Regions from separate parts of the Macaca mulatta genome. Here region 1 is linked to region 2. The links are chromatin contacts, called in public Hi-C maps. All regions are on one chromosome and are shown on one strand. The core of a region is the stretch at or near the end of the contact, and the rest is flanking DNA. Distances in the headings are between cores, read along the strand shown. Region 1 holds the start of GOLGB1 (golgin B1). Region 2 holds the start of IQCB1 (IQ motif containing B1).

Region 1 (4,369 bases), core at 402-2,901, 100 kb after region 2:
TGCATTTAAAATAAGGATAATCACATATACTTTATTAATTTAATAGATATTGAGTGCCCTCCTCTATATTTTCTGGGACCTGGAGATAAAGCTGAGATCAAAATTACTACCTTCCTGGAGCTTATAATCTAATGAGAAGAGAGATACAAGATAAATGAATAAAATATATAGTATGTTAGATGGCAAAATGCTTAGGGGGAAAAAGAAGCAAAGAAGTATAGTGCATGCAGCAATTTTATTTATGTTTGTATTGATACATATTTGTACATATTTATGGGGTGTGGTAGTTTGATATATGCATACAATGTGTAATAATCAAATCAGGGTGTTTAGGGTATCTATCACCTCGAACATTTATCATTTCTTTGTGTTGGGAACATTTCTAATCTTCTCTTCTAGTTATTTTGAGATATATATATATTAACTATAGTCACCCTACTGTGCTATCAAACACTTGAACTTATTCCTTATATGTTTGTACTCATTAACCAATCTCTTCCCTGCCTCCCCCAACTCCACCTTCCCAGGCTCTGGTACTTATCTCTGCTCCATGAGATCAACTTTTTAAGCTCCCACATGAGTGAGACTATGGGATATTTGTCTTTCTGTGCCAAACTTATTTCACTTAGCATAATGACCTCCAGTTCTGTAAGATGGGCAGCCAGGAAAGGCCTTACTGAGCTGATGTTTGAATTGCGAAGTTATGTAATCATTGAGATGAGTATACATACAATGGGCCAGCTGAGTGCACGGTAAGATTCAATAAATTCAAACTAACATTATTCTTATTGCCTAGAGAGTGCCTGAAATGACAGGTCACTGGGAGTTGGCTACTTTCCCTCCCTTTCCTTGGGGTTTAAGGAGAGCATGCGTGATTTCAGTCTTTTGCTGGAGCGCTTCACTGACACCCATTGCAGAGCCTGAGCCCTCAACTCTCAATCTTTGCTTAGGTCCTGGCTTAGGCTCCACTTTGTAAGAGGCACCTTTCTAGTAGTCACTACTCTCTCTCTCACAATCATGTCCTTACAGACATCGCTGATCCTCTTTCACACTGACACCGGGTTCTAGTTCGAGTTTCATCACTAAGTCGCTGTTTGACTTTGGGCAAGTTACTTCTGTGGTTAATTATTTTTCATCAACAAAATCAAAAGGTCATATTAGACGAAGAACTAAGAGGCTCCAGTATTTTTTGACTCTAAGAGTCCCATATCCCCGACTCCCTTCTCACAGCTCATTCAACAATCCTAATGGCAGGGGGTGCCCGCAGTCTCAAGTCTCTACGGAAGCCCAAGCCGCAGTCTCGGTCAGTCACAGCCTACTAAGCGGTGGAATTAGACGAAACCAGCATAACCACCTCACACTGAGAACACCTGACCTTTCCCAGAACGCCCGCCCACTCGGCATTTCCTGTCCCTCCCCAGATCTTCTTCCGGGGCACCTACTCGCGTCTAATCACGCCCCTCATTCACTCTTTAGGGTCCATTGGCTGTTTCTTTGAGGAAGCGGGGCATCTTCTGTCGTTGATTGGTTTCCGTCATTGTTGATAGGTTGGTAACAAACAAGGCGTGCCTGGTCTCCCTGGTAACCCACTGCCGATAGTCCTGATTGGTCGGTGTCTTAATCCCATCTTCCGTCCCAACTGCTAGTGGCTGAGTCCCTGGTGGGGCGCGGCGGTGGAAGGTGTTGCGTACGGGGTTCCCGAGCTGACGTGGCTTGAATTGGGAGGGGGGCAGCTGAAGCCTCAGGCGGCAGCGCTTCTAGGTGAGTGGGGGACGCTCCCCAACTCTTCCCTCTGCGAGTCCAATAACAGTCACCCCCGCCAGAGGGGTCGCGGGAGCTGCCCAAGCAGCTACACTGAAGTCCCCTCCTCGCCCCGCCTCTCCCGGATTCAGTCCTGGATCCGGCCCTTCACCCGCCTCCTTCACCTACCAGGCCTCGTTCTAGTAGCCCACAAGCCTCTCGGCCCCACCGGAGGGCTTTCGGGGTCGCCCTGCGCAGACTTGGACCACTTGCTCACGGTCTGTCCCCTCCCCGGCACGTTTCTCCCCTGCGAGCGACGGGGAAAAGCGCCCAGGTCAGTCCTGTCCGCACGGCCTTGTTCCTGGAGCGGCCTGCCTAAGTCGGCCTCGGTACGCAGCCGCTGACGTCGGAAAGAACCTGCCGGGCCCCTGTGCTCAGGCCCTAAACAAACTTAGTGTCCCGAAGGGGAGGCGGGACCAAAAGAAATCAAAGGTCTTGAGGGCGGAGATCACAGAATCATTGGCGATATTAATGCAAACGGAGGCCTGTCCAGTGATCCTGCTAATGCTAATGGGTTACTGGAAAGATGAGAAGAGAGGAAAGATCCCAACGATCCCGTCAACACGAAAATCCCAGGAATCAGAGGTGGGCAGGCTGTTAGAGAAAAAGGAACCTCGAGGAGAGTTCTCGAGGAAAAATAACTTGGTTTGATGGTGTGGAGTGTGTTTAATCTGCACAACCGGAGTGTGAAAGGGAGGGTGAGTCCCTTGAGGAATGAGGAATATATTTGTCTGACTTATTTAAAGAGCTCCAGTTGGTCTGCGGGGAGCGGACACTTTGAGAGTGGGACAGGGATATTTAAAATCATGAATAAGTACTTTCAGTTTTTGAGATAGTTGGAAGCTGGCCGAGCACTTAAAGGACCTTCTTACAGTTCTGTGCAAGATGCAGGCAAGTGGAGGGCTTTTTACAGAAGGGCCGGAGGCCTTTCCAAAAGCGTGAATTTATAAGATTTAGATGGCCAGAATGGTTATGAAGGAGCAAACTCAGGAAATATTCTATTGGAAAAATGGCAGGATTTGGTTTTGTAATGGATGCAGGAAAAAGTTGAAGAGTACTCCAAAGTTGCAGGCATTGTACATTAACTGCTTCATAGCTTTTACTTTTCATCGCTTGACCACAGAATGACCATTTAATGTTTTTCTCTTCACTGCATTAATTTTTTTTACAACCACAGTAGCTTCCAAACCTTTTTAATTGCACTCCCCATCAGTAAAACATTTTTGAGCATGCATCTCCCCAAATATTGTATGTTTAATTATTCATAGTGTATGACTACCACTGTAAATATGTTGTGTATAATATGAAATATGCAAAAGTATAAACTTAAAAGAATGAAATTTTTAAAAAGCCTTGTCCACCCTTTGGGACCTCCCAATCCAATTTGACAATCACGTAAAGATACTTCCTTGTTTTTCAAGAAGGTCGTTGGCATTTCTGGCATCCAGACTCTGGAATGCAGCCTTTCTTAAAAATAATCTTTAGAAGATTTTTTTCAACCTTCTGCTTGAGATTTATAGGCCCCCTTTCTTTTTCTCCCTTTGATTAATGGATTAATTAAAGGGATGTTGACTTTATCCTTGTTTATAAAATAAATCATTCATTAATTTCTCTAGGTTAACTACTATTAGGAATACCACTGATCATTACATACCAGTCTGTGGTTAGAAACCATTATGTAAAAGGAGACTAGGCTCTATGTTGCTGTATTTTTAATTAAGCTATTTTAAGATCAGCTACATGCTTTTGATAAAAGGAAATTTAATACAGAAGGATACAATGTAAAAAGAAAAGTCTTTTTCTTTTCTATCTACTGATCTACCCATCTCCATTCCCCACTTCCCAGAAGTAAGCACTGTAAATAATTTCTTGGTTATATTTAAGAATTTTTCTGATCATAATAAAGCACATGATAATACATACCCGCTTCTGTCTTTCCCACAAGTGGAATGCTAATACACATGCTATTCTACGTCTTTCTTTTGTCCTTTCATACTGTGTATTAGGCACTTTCAATATCCATGGGTATAAAACTGCTTCATCCTTTTAGATGGCTACATGGCAGTCCTTTGTAAAAATATAAAAATTATATTTAGCCTGTCCCCATTGATGGACATTTAGATTTTCAGTCATTAACCATCAAAACACTGCTGTAGTGAACATCCATGTATATATATCCTAGGTCCCTTGTGTGAACCTGTCTGTAGTTTAAACAATATGGAATTATTTGGGGCCATATTACTATGAATCATTTTAGTTTACGTACTGCTTAAAAAAAAAAAAAAGTACTTACCTAACTATTAACATAATGCCCTTGTCCCCTCGTTCTGTTTTCAACCTGAGTGAAGAATATTGGGTAATGAGATTATTCAGAAAATAAAATTTTTTCTGTGTGTCTTCACCCATCAAGAAGCTTTGTCAAACTATGTGACTGGGGAAATTACTTAACATCCTTCTGCCTTAGTTTACTCACCTTAAAACTGGGAATATTGACAGTACTCCCTCTTGCATTTGTTTTAGGGATAAAGTGAGTTAAGCCAGGCGCAGTGGCTCAAGCCTATAATCCCAG
Region 2 (4,681 bases), core at 1,913-4,412:
GCATGAAGAGTAGAAAACCATTTTTTACTTTGTATTTAATATTTTTTCTGCCAATGTTTATCGCTTTTCTGATTATTTTGACTGTGGCATCACATAATGTCAATATTTTCATAAGAATCCACAATTATTATCATCAGTTTATTTTCTGGGATTTGAATGAATTCAACCAACTCCAAAACCCACACTGCTCATTAGCTCATCATTTAAGGACACAAAATAGTGGTGTCATTTACAAACTTAGGATTTCACAATTCATTCCCTTATCTGGATATAAATAGTAAAACTAGTACTACTCCCAATTCAAAATTGATTCTAGTAGGTCCTGTTGTTGAAACTCTTCTACCCAGTAAACACCTGTTGCTAAGGATTCAGCTTATCGTTGATAGAACATCCCATGCCCTTCCTACCACATGGCAGACTATCTTTTTGATAGTTTTTATTGGTGAACCCAGATAAATGCTGTTTCAAAGTCTGACTAAATTACATTCATTAGCACCCCTCATACACATATGAATGTAACTCTTCAACATTAATGGTGACTACTATTTATTCTCTACCCTGTGGCAAATATTGTGCCAGGTTGTTTATGCTACCTTATTTAATCTTTACAAAAAACATGAAATGTAAATATTACTATTATCATTTAGCCATAAGAAAACTGAGGTTGAGAGCTTAGAGAATGTTCCCAAAGTCAGGTGGTGGAGGCCAGGATTCACATCCAGGTTTGCCTGAAGTCTTATATTAGACAGGCAGAATTGCTCCTGTAAATAAAGGCAGAATATTACTTTCTCTCCAATGACATTGGCTTGAGGGCTGGTTATAAATTAGGTCCACCTTATGTGTATGAACATCAGCTTCATACTATTCTACAGTTTTCATCCCTCACTCTGAGTTCTTAAGAGTGAGGATTACATTGGAAATGAACCTGTCCTCAAGAATAATGAGCAGTTTTATTTAAATAAATCTAAAATGATTCTGTGCCATTACTACACCTGCTTCAACAACAACAACAACAACAACAACAACAACAACAAAGAAAAGAAGGACTGAAAACCTTTCTAATAGTTCTGTCTTCCACAGAACTAAGTGTGTATTCAAACATCTACGTTTATTTGTTTATTTATTTATTATTGTCATTATTATTGTTGTTTTGCTTATTTTTGTTTATTTTCATTCTTGTAGCTGGATCATCTGATCCTCTGACTTTCAAGATACTGGCATTTTCAGAACCTTTATAAATGAAAGGCTTTGAAGGACCTGCAAGATTATTTTCAAAGGTAATTTTGTATTCATTTAAATTGGGGTTTGTGCCTTACATAAGAGAATATATACCCAAATCATGTAGAAATATATTCTTAAGCAAATTTTTATAATCTTAAGCCCTTGTAACTTGAAAAATTAATATTAAGACTATTGTGTACTGGAGAAGGAAGAGAAAAGGAGAGAGTAGATACTATTTGAGAAAAAGGCATGGAGAAACCAGATAAAGACGCATATCACACTTCTGGAAAATTGGACTGAAGAGAGAGAGAAACTGCAGAGCCAGCACAGCACTAACTATCTCATTGTGGGGAGCTCTGGATGAGAAAGTATATGATAAAGAGGAATAAACAAGGGACACTGTTGAAGATTTTCTGTTCACAAATGTCTCACCCATTTAGTCTACCAATTGGATGTTAATTTTGCTTTAAAAAACCCTTTTAGTAAATATATTCTTGCAGGATTAAAACCAGTGGTTCTTCATACCTTTACTCTGAGTAACTGTAACTAAATTGTCTACAACTTAAATAAACTTTTGGGAGAATGTATGTTTTAATTAGTTGTTTTGATTGAACTGTGGAACATTTCAGAGTAAAAACCATAAAGGTCTCTAAACAACCCGAGGGCAGAATGACTGAGAAAGGCGGAATGATGAAATATTAAGGAAGGGCAAGGCTGAGGAAAGGAAGTGAAAAAATACTTACAATTTTACCACAGAAAAATGAGAGGTTATGATTCAGTGATCTCGAAGTTTCCTTCCCGCTCTACCATTCTATGACAGCTGTTATGCAAAAAACGAATGTCTTACACATAAAAACTTGTATGCTATATTTTCCTTCCTGGAATCTATATCATCCAACTGTTAAAGCAAAAGAGCTCCTTTTTCTGCTCCAACAACATAAAAGAGAATAGTTTATTAAAACTAGTTCCAGAGGACACAAAGAAAACCAAAGGATAGAAATCATAGGGAGGTAAGCATCTTCCAAATACAGAAATTAATAACACACCCTCGAATACTTTGATAATCAGTATTTGATAACTGAGTGAAATCTGGGGTCTAAAGAGATATATAGATCATTGGGGTGGTTGAGAATTTCTCCCTTTGCAAAGAACACACCAAATAACCCTCATCTGCCAGAGGTGAGAAAAAGTGAAGAAAAGAGAGGATATTGCCCCACCAGCCTCAAGGCATTCAACTTCCCCGGCATTCGGTCCTTAGTCCTTTCCCATTTGTCACCTTATTATCTTCGTGTCCACCCTTGCATCATCCACCTGTCACGTCTGTCTCCACAGTCACCTCTACAGACTTTTTTCACACTTTCCCTTCCTGTCTGTTGGTCTCAACGCTCTCTGTCCAGGGTTTACCCACATTTGCTCTACTCCGATTCCTTCCACCGACCCCCTAAGACTCCGAGTAGGTTAGAGGATCGCGCTGCCTCCCCCACTCCCCGCCCCGTAGTCTCCAACAATGTAAGGCGGACTGTGGGAACAAAACCCAGAGGAGTTTGTGCCTCTTCACCCCCATCCCGGGAGGCTCCCCCTCTATCCCTGGGCGGTCCTCACTCACAGCGCACAGTGTGGAAGGCGCAGCGCGGCTGCTTCTCGAAACTCTCCCCTAACTTGAGAACCCGCTCGCGACGGTCTAGGTTTGAGAATCCCGCTGCGCAGTTCATCATTACTCTCCTGCTCTGACTTTAACTCCGCCGCCGGTGCTCACTATCTGCCACCTCAGCCTGAAGCAGCTGCACTTGATCCCGCCAGCCGAGTCACCACAGACTCCACCCCGCGCCCGACGCGCACCGCCCCACCGGGAGCATCTCACGTTCTGATTGGCTTATTGGCAAAGGGCGCTCCGCCCCTTGACTCCGAGGCCCCTGGTCCCGCCTCCAGGCCCCTTCCCGCGTCGCGACGCAGGCTGTCCCGGGAAGGCCGCGGCGCTGTGGTGCGGCGTGGGAGCCGGGTTCTTTTGTGGAAGAACGCGAAGCGAGGATGAGGTAACTTATCTGAGGTGGTGGTTGGGGAGGGAGAGGGCCCCAGGGCGCCTACCGGGAGGCCAGGACCCCAGGCTTCTGGACGAAGTCAGCCGGCGTGTGAGAGCTCTTAACGGGAGAATTGGCCTGCCCTCACGCCCACTCTGTAGAGATCTGGTGTGGAAACTGAGGCCTGGGGAGGTGCCTAGTCCGGGCACAGGGCCTAGTGTCTTGTCCAAGGCCTGGTAGCGCGAAAGCCGGGTCTAGAATCTGGAGCAAAGGGGCCCCGCGGCCCCAGAATCTCGGTCCTTGGACTTGAAGCGACGCTGTTACCTCAGTAATCGTTTTCTGACCTTTTTGTATCAGAGGAAGTTTCTTGTAGGTCTTAGGACTGGAGAAGGGGATGTGTAGTGGGGAGGAAAAAGAGGATTAGGAGACAGGAACTGCAGACATTTAGGATCAGCCGCAACCGGATCGCACTGAATTTCCTTTTCATTTATTTTCCTCACAGTGATCCGTGGAGGCAGTAACAGGCGCGGCGAGGGAGAAGTGATTCCAGAAGAATCAAGAGGCTGGGCCGGCCCCAGTGGCCTGGCAACAGGGTAGTAGCATTAAAATAGATAAATAATTGTCCTTTTGTGTCAAATTTCATGAATTTAATGTAAAGATGGGAGAAGTGTTGAATTATAGGAGAAACACTCAAGAGAAAGTTTACGGATGGTTTCCATAACAGGTGGTTTTTCAGGGGAATTATGCAGTCCAACTGCACTCCCTCACTTTCTGCCTTAGTCACATTTGCCAATTGATTTTTGGGTAGGTGACTATGTCTCCTTCAACCTGTCTGTGTAAATCCTACCCTTTGAAGGTGTGCCGAAGCTGTTTCATATCGTAGTTAAATGCTTTAAGCCAGATGGTGGCTCCAGTTTGAACCCCTGCTTTATACTTAACAGTGTGACTTTGTGCCAGCTAATTACATTCTCCAGAGTTTAAGTATGCTCATTGTTCAAATTGGGGAAAAAATAATAGTACCCGTTCCTTAGAGTTGTTGGAATGATTAAATGAGTTAATACATGAAAGCAATTAGAACAATTCCTGGAGCATAACAAGAGGTCTCCAAATGGTTATTATTTAAGGTCCAGCTCTACACTTAATGCTACATTTTAAGACCGTCTTGGTGGCTGCCTTCTCTTCTAAATAGAATCATTCTAGGAGGTAGGAATTGCTATGTTGTTTACAGCAAGAAAAGTGGATCAGAGAAGCCCAGTCCTCTGACTTTATGGCCTGTATTCTTATCTGTGTCATCTATTTAGCATTTATCATATATCTGATATTCTTAAGTATATTTTTAAATATGTGTGTGTGTGTACACACGTACATATACATACTTTTCTTTCCCAACCGCAACAATAGCAGAGAGTATGTCTTGTGTGGAATCTTTGTGTCCCCTACAT

Evidence for each region. A called contact is a pair of places that touch in the nucleus more often than the background predicts.
Region 1: a Hi-C map of blood shows a contact between it and region 2, with 2.1 times the contacts expected there. The contact joins the promoter of GOLGB1 here to the promoter of IQCB1 in region 2. A contact is called at or near these places in 2 of 14 Hi-C or Micro-C datasets (blood and liver).

What each region holds. Positions count from the first base shown.
Region 1 is chr2:162,033,055-162,037,423 of T2T-MMU8v2.0, forward strand. It overlaps GOLGB1 (golgin B1), which reads left to right and starts at 1,652. Exons shown (of 22, transcript XM_077993839.1): 1 at 1,652-1,761.
Region 2 is chr2:161,931,611-161,936,291 of T2T-MMU8v2.0, forward strand. It overlaps IQCB1 (IQ motif containing B1), which reads left to right and starts at 3,163. Exons shown (of 15, transcript XM_015129989.3): 1 at 3,163-3,254; 2 at 3,742-3,832. EAF2 (ELL associated factor 2) reads right to left here and starts at 3,031. Exons shown (of 6, transcript NM_001193490.1): 1 at 2,828-3,031. The coding sequence starts at 2,936.